Regions from separate parts of the Sus scrofa genome. Here region 1 is linked to region 2. A link is a contact called in public Hi-C data. All regions are on one chromosome and are shown on one strand. The core of a region is the stretch at or near the end of the contact, and the rest is flanking DNA. Distances in the headings are between cores, read along the strand shown. Region 1 holds the start of LPAR6 (lysophosphatidic acid receptor 6). Region 2 holds the start of ITM2B (integral membrane protein 2B).

Region 1 (4,319 bases), core at 703-3,202, 160 kb before region 2:
ATGGAAATTTTGTTCTGGGAATGGATTGCTAGTGGCTTAGAATCTTACTGATTAAAGCTTCCATATGCTTTTAGGCATTAATAGCTATTTAAAGAGGCCATCTTTGGGTTAAAAGAAAAACATGTACATAAATGCTCAAAGTGAAATGAGTTTATGCTTTTAGGTGTACTTGCAATATATTCATAGAGCTAGATCTTAAAAATCTGTCATTTGTAAAAAAAAAAAAAAAAAAAAAAAAAAGGAAAAAAAGAAATTTAGTCAAGCGTATATACTCATTCCTCTTCTAGGAATTTAGAGTGAAACTAGTTATGCAGCATCCTTCTGAGAACTGAGAAAACAGTCACTCAAGTCATTTTCTGTGTTTCTGGTAAAGGCCTGACTGACTATATTAATGGGACTATACTAAGACATTATTACCAGGCATGGCTTTCGCCCTCAAGATTAGAAATTCCAAACTTTGATCCAGCTTTAAAGGCTAGCTTTCTCTAGACATTATCTCCTCTGGAGGCCCTTATCTCCATGTTGTACAAACATCTACTGTTACACTCTACACTGCAATTATTTCTTTGTTTTCTACTCCTAACCGGATTGTATGTCCTAAAAGCCAGACATTTTAACAAGGTCTGAAGAAGTACAAAAAAGGAACTGATGAGATTGGGAGGTCTCCTCCACACAAAAATGAAGTAAGATTTTAAGAGGGGCAGATGAAGGAGCAGGAAGCAGGCAGAGACAGGAAAAAAGGAGGAAGGGACAAGGGAAGTGCTGGAAGTGATGAATACCCTCCCTCAAGTTCTAGGTCTTACACCACCACAGCCTTCCTGCTCCTCTGCACTTCCTTTACCTCTTTGCTTGAAGCTGCTTCAATCACCATTCTTGTCTGCTTTTACTTTGCTATAAATCATCATACATTACCTTTGAAATCTTTCTTCTTCTACTCCCACCCAACCCCACCAGCTGGTTCAACCCCCCGAACTCAGGCTCTAGTAAAGAGTTGCATTTGCAGTAATGACAAAAAGGTAAATCACTTTTAGGTAATGACAGAACGGTAATGATCCCCATTTAGTAATACTAAATTTGTCTACAATTTAATAAATTTTCCTATTAGGTTAAAAGATATTTGGACATAAAATAAATATATTCTATCAATATAAATTATACATGTTCTATTCTCAAACTGAGAAAGTTTTGTTTCTAAACTTAAATAGAAAATTTATCATACAGCACTGTAAATCAACTATACATAAATAAAAAAATAATTTTTTAAAAGAAAAAAATTACTGTAACAGGCTTCAGAAGAATCTAAAACGAGAAGATTTTGGCTTTTTTTTTTTTTGCCACATCCATGATGTGTGGAAGTTCCCAGGGGCAGGGATCAAAGCCACACCCAAGCAGTGACCCAAGCTGCTGCAGTGACAATGCTACATCCTTAATCCACTGCACCACAAGAGAACTCCAACTCCGGCTTTTTTCATAGCTGTAATTTTTTTTTTTTTTTTTTTTTTTGGTCTTTTGTCTTTATAGGGCTGCACCCATGGCATATGGAGGTTCCCAGGCTAGGGGTCTAATTAGAGCTATTGCTGCCAGCCTACACCAGAGCCACAGCAATGTCAGATCCCAACCGTGTCTGCGACCTACACACAGCTCACAGCAACGCCGGATCCTTAACCCACTGAGCGAGGCCAGGGATCGAACCCACAACCTCATGGTTCCTAGTCAGATTTGTTCCCACTGCGCCACGATGGGAACGTCCATAGCTATAAATTTGAGATGGAAAAAGACCCTGAAGAATCACTTCTCATCAGGGCAAACGTGTGCTGCTTTCAAAATGAATAAAATAAATTCAGAACACTGTTCTTCTATTTTAAAATTTCACTGTTCCACACTTTGTTTTAAATGTGAACATAGTTATTTCACTACACTCTCATTCAAATTTTTTTTTTTTTTACATTATCTCATATTCTCAATGTTAAGTACAACTCCAATTATGGCCATCAAAACCTTTAATGAGAGAATACTTTACAGTTGTGAAAATTCCTCCTTGATTAATTTTATAATAAAAAGACATGGTATCTTACTTGTGTTTTGGAAAGGAAAGGTCTTTTGTAGAGGAAAAGCTTTTTTAATGTGTAATCGTCACAGGTTTTTATTTTTTGCTTTTTGCAAACATGTATTACATTAAAAATGCGTGATTTTTAGAATGGATATGAGTAATGTTTAGAATAATATCTCGCACATTTCTCACATCTAAAAATATTAACTGTTCCACACTTTCTTTTTAACTTTTAAAATGTAGGTATAATTTCATATAATAAAATTCTAAAATCTTAAATATTTAGTTTCATCAGTTTGACAGTTTTAAAAGTATAATCTGCTTTAAATTCTTTTTGGAAGCAAGAGCGTATAAATAAATACTTAGTTGATCATTTGTGACTTGATTTGTGACTGTCTGGCAGGGGAAATTGAAAGAGGGTAGGACCAGAAATAAGACAAGATACTATAACCACCACATAGATAAAAGTGACAGGGTTAGTAAAAAGACAGCAGAGAGAATAAAGAAGGGACAAAATAAAACTGATACTATCATCAAGGCTAGAAATAACCAATTCGAAAAAAAAAAACAGAGGAGTTCCTGTCATGGCTTAGCAGAAAACAATCTGACTAGTATCCATGAGGATGCAGTTGGATCTCTGGCCTTGCTCAGTAGGTTAAGGATCTGGCATTGCCATGAGCTGTGGTATAGGTCACAGATGAGGCCAGGGACCAAACTTGCAACCTCATGGTTCCTAGTCAGATTCGTTTCCACTGCACCATGATGGGAACTCCTAAAATATCAGTTTTAAATTAGTTAAGTAACTGAGAAAGAAAAATAAAGTGCTCTTAAATTCACCAAATTTCCTTAATTGATACCTGCAAGGAATAGTTTCAGCTCAAATGGAACCAAGCTAGAAAATAGTAACATTAAACCAAACTATAGTCTTTTCTGAAAAAAATGGTAATTTAGAATAAGAAAAAACATAATCCTTGAGGAAATACTATCTACATTCAACTACCCCTTTCTCACACATACTTCCTTCTAATTTCTTTGGGCTTTAAAAAATGAGTCTACTTTAAACACAGAGAAACCACTCACATGAGCTTTTAAATGAAAACAAAATCTGACCTACATTCCAATATATAATTAATGTCAAATTATTAGGAGGAGTAGGTGAGGGCGGGGGGAATTAAAATCAGGAACCTAAAATTTAGCCAAGTAGTGTAACTTTTATTTTACAAAATTTATTTCAATCAATTTAGGGGAAAATATTTTGTTTAAAAAGATACAATTTCATTCTGTAAAATTAAAACTATGCCAAACATAAACATTTTCAAATTTATTCTTTGGTAAAAGTGGTAATTAAAAAATTAAAAGTGCTATAAAATTTTAATTTAATTTTATGAGAACGAGGAAAGGATGTTAGAAAATTGTTAATCGAAAAGTGAAGAGATCCAGGATTGGAGCCACACACAATCATGGCAATTAAAACAAATTAAATCTTGAGGAGCAACTGTGGAAAACAGAAGCCAAGAGTGCAAAATTTGGTCTCTCAACTCAAATCCTTTTTATAACTAAATTTCTCTCTTTTACAGTCATTAAACAGTTTCTTTTTAATGCTATATTAAGATATCACCAACAATTTCAATTTAGAAGTACACCTACAAATTTCAGTTTTAAAAAAGTCCTATCCTAAACACATACTGATTTTTTTCCTCTCTCAACTACTACCAAAAAGAGAGAAAGAATAAAAAAGAAAGGAAAGAAAAGCAAACTCCCTGAGAAATGGTCAACATTCCAGAATGCGTTTCTGCAAAAAAAGAGTTAATGGGCAGACGGCTCAGCTAAACAGTCAGTGGCCTTTGCAAGCCTCCTAGGTATATTCCCAGCAGACACATTATCAGATTAAAGGAACTGCAAACAAACTGGGCTGAAACCTTTCTTTGTCCAAGCCCAGCCTCTTCTTCCTGTGATGTCATACTACAAATCCAGCAAGCCTTTCTTTTTCTCCTCAGAGAAAGTCCGTCTCACAATACAGCTGGTTACAGAGGAAAAGGCCTCGATTCAGCAAGAGCTAACACGCTGAGGAATCTATTTGGAACCTTTCAAAGACTCCTCTGCCTACCGCCATCTGGCATCCAATGTAGGAATACGGAAAACTTCATTTAAAAGGAGCAAGAAGTAAATGAGACCGAACTGGGAATGTTTACGTCTCTGAAACTCTGCACTGGAAAGCAAAACAAAATTGCTAACTTTAGCTTAAACATTCTGGAGTATAAAGAAACTT
Region 2 (4,634 bases), core at 9-2,508:
TCATACCTGCACAAACTATTTTTTTAAAGGTAAAACTCAGTTTTAACTTAGTTAAAACACCCTACTTATAACAGGTCTGGAAAAATGCTAACGAAAAATTCAGAAATAAACGATGCAACCTAAATAACTTCTACAATTAATTTCTCTAGGATTAAATTTTAGCAGCCTAAAAGATCTGGTAGAAAGAGGCTGTGAGGCTTTCCTATTTAACTTCTGCGACAATTACCATCATGTCTCAAATGATATTGTAAGCACTAAAACTTAGCACAATTACGGTTCCTTTCGTCATTTTTGCTTAGGGCTAAAAGAGAGATTTTTCTAAAATTAAGGACCATTTAAAAAGGGACATAGGACAAGTTTCTTAACGTTTAGTTTCACTTAGCGTAAGGGGTTCTCGTAAAGATACTGATATAATTTAAAATTAATTGTCGGTTTTGCACTAACATCCACATGGTAATTACTGATCTTCACCGGGCATATGTGCTTTAATTATAAATTAACAGCCAGAACCAACTGAGCAGACCGTCACCTTGCTTTCTCCCCTCACCCGCTCCCTTGCCCCGTCTCCGGACCCCACCGTGAACTTCGTCTGCCAGTACCGAAAGGCCGTGGGAAATGAGAAGGTGAAGAAGAAAAGGCTTTTAAAATTAAGAGGCTTACAGGAGCCAGACTTAGTCCAAGGGCTGTTTAGCCTGGAAACGAAAGTAAGAAGCAAGAGAGGTTTAGGCTTGTTATGATGTCAGCCATTTTAGACACATTATTTATACTGGGAGGAAGTGCCAAACTCTGTTGTTGTTTTTGTTGTTTTGCATGTCGTCGCTGGGCTCCAGGTCCACCGAACCCAGTCCCGGCCCCACGCACATTCCCCGACTGCACCAACGACCGTGCACTCGGCACAGTTCTCCAACGGGCCTCCTCGCTCCAGGCCTCCCCCAAGCCCCCGCTCCCGGCTCCGCTTTCTGCACACGCACTTTCTCACAAAGAAGCTGCGCCGGACAAGAAAGGGGAGCAGCCTGCGAAAAAGGAGAGGTCGGCCCTCTCGGGGAGCCTGTCCCGCGCCTCCTCGGGCGCAGAGCCGCCCCGGCCCCACCAGCTCTCCCCGCGGGCCCAGCGCCCTCTCCCCCGAGCCCTGGCCCTCGGACCTTGCAGTCCACCGCGACGGTGTCGGGGGGGATGATGAGCGCCTCCTCTCCGCTCTTGGGCTCGTCCTTCTTGGCCTCCTTCTGGGCCAGAGCCGAGTTGAACGTCACCTTCACCATGGCGCGGCCTGGGGCGCCCTCGGCGGCGGCTGCGGGCTCGGGCGCGGGCTGCGGGCTCCTGCTACGGCTGCAGCCTCCTCGGCAGGGCTCCGAACGCGGCTCAGCAGCAACCGGAGACAAGCAGCTCCGCAGCGACAGAGGTGGCTACTGCTGCAGGGTTACTGAAGCCTCGCAGCTCCCAGGCGAGGGCGGCGACGGCTCGCTCGGCCCCCCTCCCCCGAAGGCGGGGCCAGAGGCGGGCAAACCGGGAGGGGGGCACAGGGGGCGGGGTCGGAGGCGGGCCGGGCGGGGTCGAGCAGGCCGACCCGACGTGCAGATGTGTTGGGGAGTCTGACCCTGGGTGGAAGGAGGGATCCGGCTGGGAAGGAAGGGGTCCTTCTGCGTGCGGGCGTGAGTTTTGCAGTTCTGAATTCGTTTCCAATCAGTTTGCCACTGAGCACAAGGTTGCAGCTTTGGAGCAAAAGCAGGTGAACTTTCCTGGGTGCGCCGCGGACAATGGATTAACCTCTGGCAGCAGCAGCCCACCATTCCCTGCCTGGTGTCAACCAGGAATCGAAAGGCCGTGGAATTTGGGGGCGTTTACACCTCCATTTTCTCACTTTATTATGGAACCGGCTCAGTGGAGCAAAGAAATGTTGAATTCGCTCTATCCAAGTGATCTGACTACTTTATCTTCCCGGACCTCACCCAAGGGCGTTACTCTACTCAGACTTGCCTTTTCTTCTCCACCCTCCACCCCACCTCACCCCCGCCCCTCACCCCTCGCCCCCCGCCCTCGCAAGGTCAGTGGCTGCCCTGCCTAGTCCCAGAGCAGTTCGGAGGAAGACTCTTGGCAGATTTGTGTTTCATACATCTCAGATTTCGGAAACAAAATGTTCCCTACTTGTGTCGACTTGGACAAAACCCACATGCACACAAGGCTGATTTGTGATTCATATTTGATGATGAGTCTTTTGTAGCTTTCTGCAAAATTTAAAAAATCTTATGGATAATGCAGAGTTATGTTTGGAAGAGATTTCGTTTGCAACTAATTGGAGAGAGGATTCTGGCTCGCACTGTTACTGGGTTAATGACTGTGTCAACAGATGGCTCTTTGGATAAATGGTTGATCTTGTACCCTTTTTCCACCCGCCTCTGTCCTGGTTCAACCCTGGATGTGGGTGTACCCTAGAATGTTTCAGCTGCGTCAGCTCTTCCCTGAGTCAACCATGAAAAAAGTAGACTGAGTCTGAGGTTCTGGGGGATTTGGCTCTGCTCAAGGAGGGGGTTAGGTCTCTTAGTCTCTGCATAGAATCAGATCACCATTCCCTGCAAAACATTCCAAGTTCCCAGAATCTCAGATCATAGTAACCCAGCCCAAACCTTGAGTCTGCGGTAGGCATTCCAAAATTTGAGTGAAAATGAATTAAATGTTCAATTGCAAATAGTAAGATTTAGGTTCCAGTCCTGCTGAGTTCTGACCCTAAAGAGCCGTATGACTTGCAGCCACTTATTTAGACGCTCTGGGCCTCCCTTATCCAGAGATCAACTCTGTGGGGTTGATTCTGTGAACTGGCATAGTCTCATAGATTTCCTGAGACATTCCAGTTGAAGACCAAGAAATTCTTGAAGCAAGATCTGGAGGGGAGTTCCCGTTGTGGCTCAGTGGTTAACGAATCCGACTAGGAACCATGACGTTTAGGGTTTGATCCCTGGCCTTGCTCAGTGGGTTAAGGATCCGGCATTGCTGTGAGCTGTGCTGTAGGTTGCAGAGTCGGCTTGGATCCCAAGTTGCTGTGGCTCTGGTGTAGGCCAGCAGCTACAGCTCTGATTCAACCCCCAGCCTGGGAACCTCCATGTGCCGCGGGAGCAGCCCAAGAAATGGCAAAAAGACAAAAAAAATAAAAAGATCTGGAGGATTATACATGACTATACATATATCCTTCCTGCTCCTCTTTTTGTTAGGATGGAATGGTGGGAAAATACTCAAGGTTTTGTCTTTTGCATTAGAATCAGGGAAGAGAACTAAATTATGAACACTATTAAACAAATTAGGAAACTGAGGCAAAGAACAAAGGAGTGTGACAGAACCAGAGATTAACCACCACGTCTAGTCTAAAAGATTCAGGAATAAAAGACGACTCTTTGTTTCGTGTACCAGCAGCAAGCAACAGTTTAAAATCAGTTGGCAAACAGTCTGGGAATAATCTCCTTGTTTTGTTTCTCCATTTTATCTGGTGCGTCTCCAAAACTGTGTAGTACACAACAGTAGAGATAATAAAGAAGCTGGATCCAGACCAAACAAAACAAATCCAGTCCCGTGACTTATAAAAGTTTGCCCAATGACCCTGGAAACTGAGTGGGGCAGGATGAAAGTCAATGACTCAACAAAAGAAAGTTAAAAACAGAGTCATAAGTTACCACTAACTAGCAAATGTTAAGGGAGTCGTAGAAGACCTCTGTTTTCTTTTCCACATTGATGTTGAGGGAATAAGAAAACAGGAAGACAAACTAGGGTCCGTGAAATAAATTCAGGAATCGTAGATCATTTAGGTTTGTGTAACGTGCTTGGAAAAGGATCCCCGCTCAGGGTCTTTACTTCTCCATACCTTCTGAGCATTCGCCTCCAAATTTAGCAGGTTGATTGGGAGAACATTTTTGCAAACATGGGACCCTTAGTGAAAGGACAGCTCTGAATAAGCCATTTAACACCTTCCCCCCTAACAATGTGTGGCTGTAGCTGGACACCTTGTGGCTTTGTCTCAGCGTTTATCAAAAACAGTGTTTCTGGGCAAAAAGTGAAGGTTTCTTCTACTTGCTTCTCTTCAGGCTTAATTAAGCAAACACTGTTTTTCTCTCTCCTTCCTTTTTTTTTTTTTTTTTTTTTTAGGGCCTCGCCCGAACCATATGAAGTTCCTAGGCTAGGGGTCTAAACAGAGCTACAGCTGCCGGGCTGGCCTATACCACAGCCACATCAACGCCAGATTCAAGCTGCGTCTGTGACCTACACCACAGCTCACGGCAACGCTGGTTCCTTAACCCACTGAGTGAGGCCAGGGATCGAACCTATGTCCTCATGGATACTGGTCAGATTCGTTTCTACTGAGCCACAACAGGAATTCCCTCTGCTTCCTAACTTCCGATATCCTTATATTTTTCTGAATTTCTTACCTTCGAGTTTCTATTTCTTATCACCTCCCTTCTTCCATACTATATATGTTTTCCAATTATTTTATTTTATTTTATACCATCTCATTGTTTTCCTTGATGAATTGAATTAATTAGTTTGGAGAAGATTTCTTTTTTTTTTCTTCTCAGAATCTTGGGGTGTAATAAACCCACCTTTTGGTAAATTAATTGTCTTGATAAATGCAGTTCTCTTGATTTAATTGATTG

Evidence for each region. Hi-C and Micro-C count contacts between places; a contact is called where the count stands out from the background.
Region 1: a Hi-C map of embryonic fibroblasts shows a contact between it and region 2, with 1.9 times the contacts expected there. The contact joins the promoter of LPAR6 here to the promoter of ITM2B in region 2. A contact is called at or near these places in 1 of 5 promoter capture datasets (liver), 4 of 47 Hi-C or Micro-C datasets (embryonic fibroblasts, fetal skeletal muscle and skeletal muscle) and 2 of 2 datasets of contacts at active chromatin or transcription factors (alveolar macrophages and skeletal muscle).

Annotation. Positions count from the first base shown.
Region 1 is chr11:19,214,353-19,218,671 of Sscrofa11.1, forward strand. It overlaps LPAR6 (lysophosphatidic acid receptor 6), which reads left to right and starts at 1,953. Exons shown (of 1, transcript XM_003482887.4): 1 at 1,953-4,319. All of the region lies in intron 17 of RB1 (RB transcriptional corepressor 1), which reads right to left.
Region 2 is chr11:19,376,441-19,381,074 of Sscrofa11.1, forward strand. It overlaps ITM2B (integral membrane protein 2B), which reads right to left and starts at 1,259. Exons shown (of 6, transcript NM_001042375.1): 1 at 1,143-1,259. The coding sequence starts at 1,259.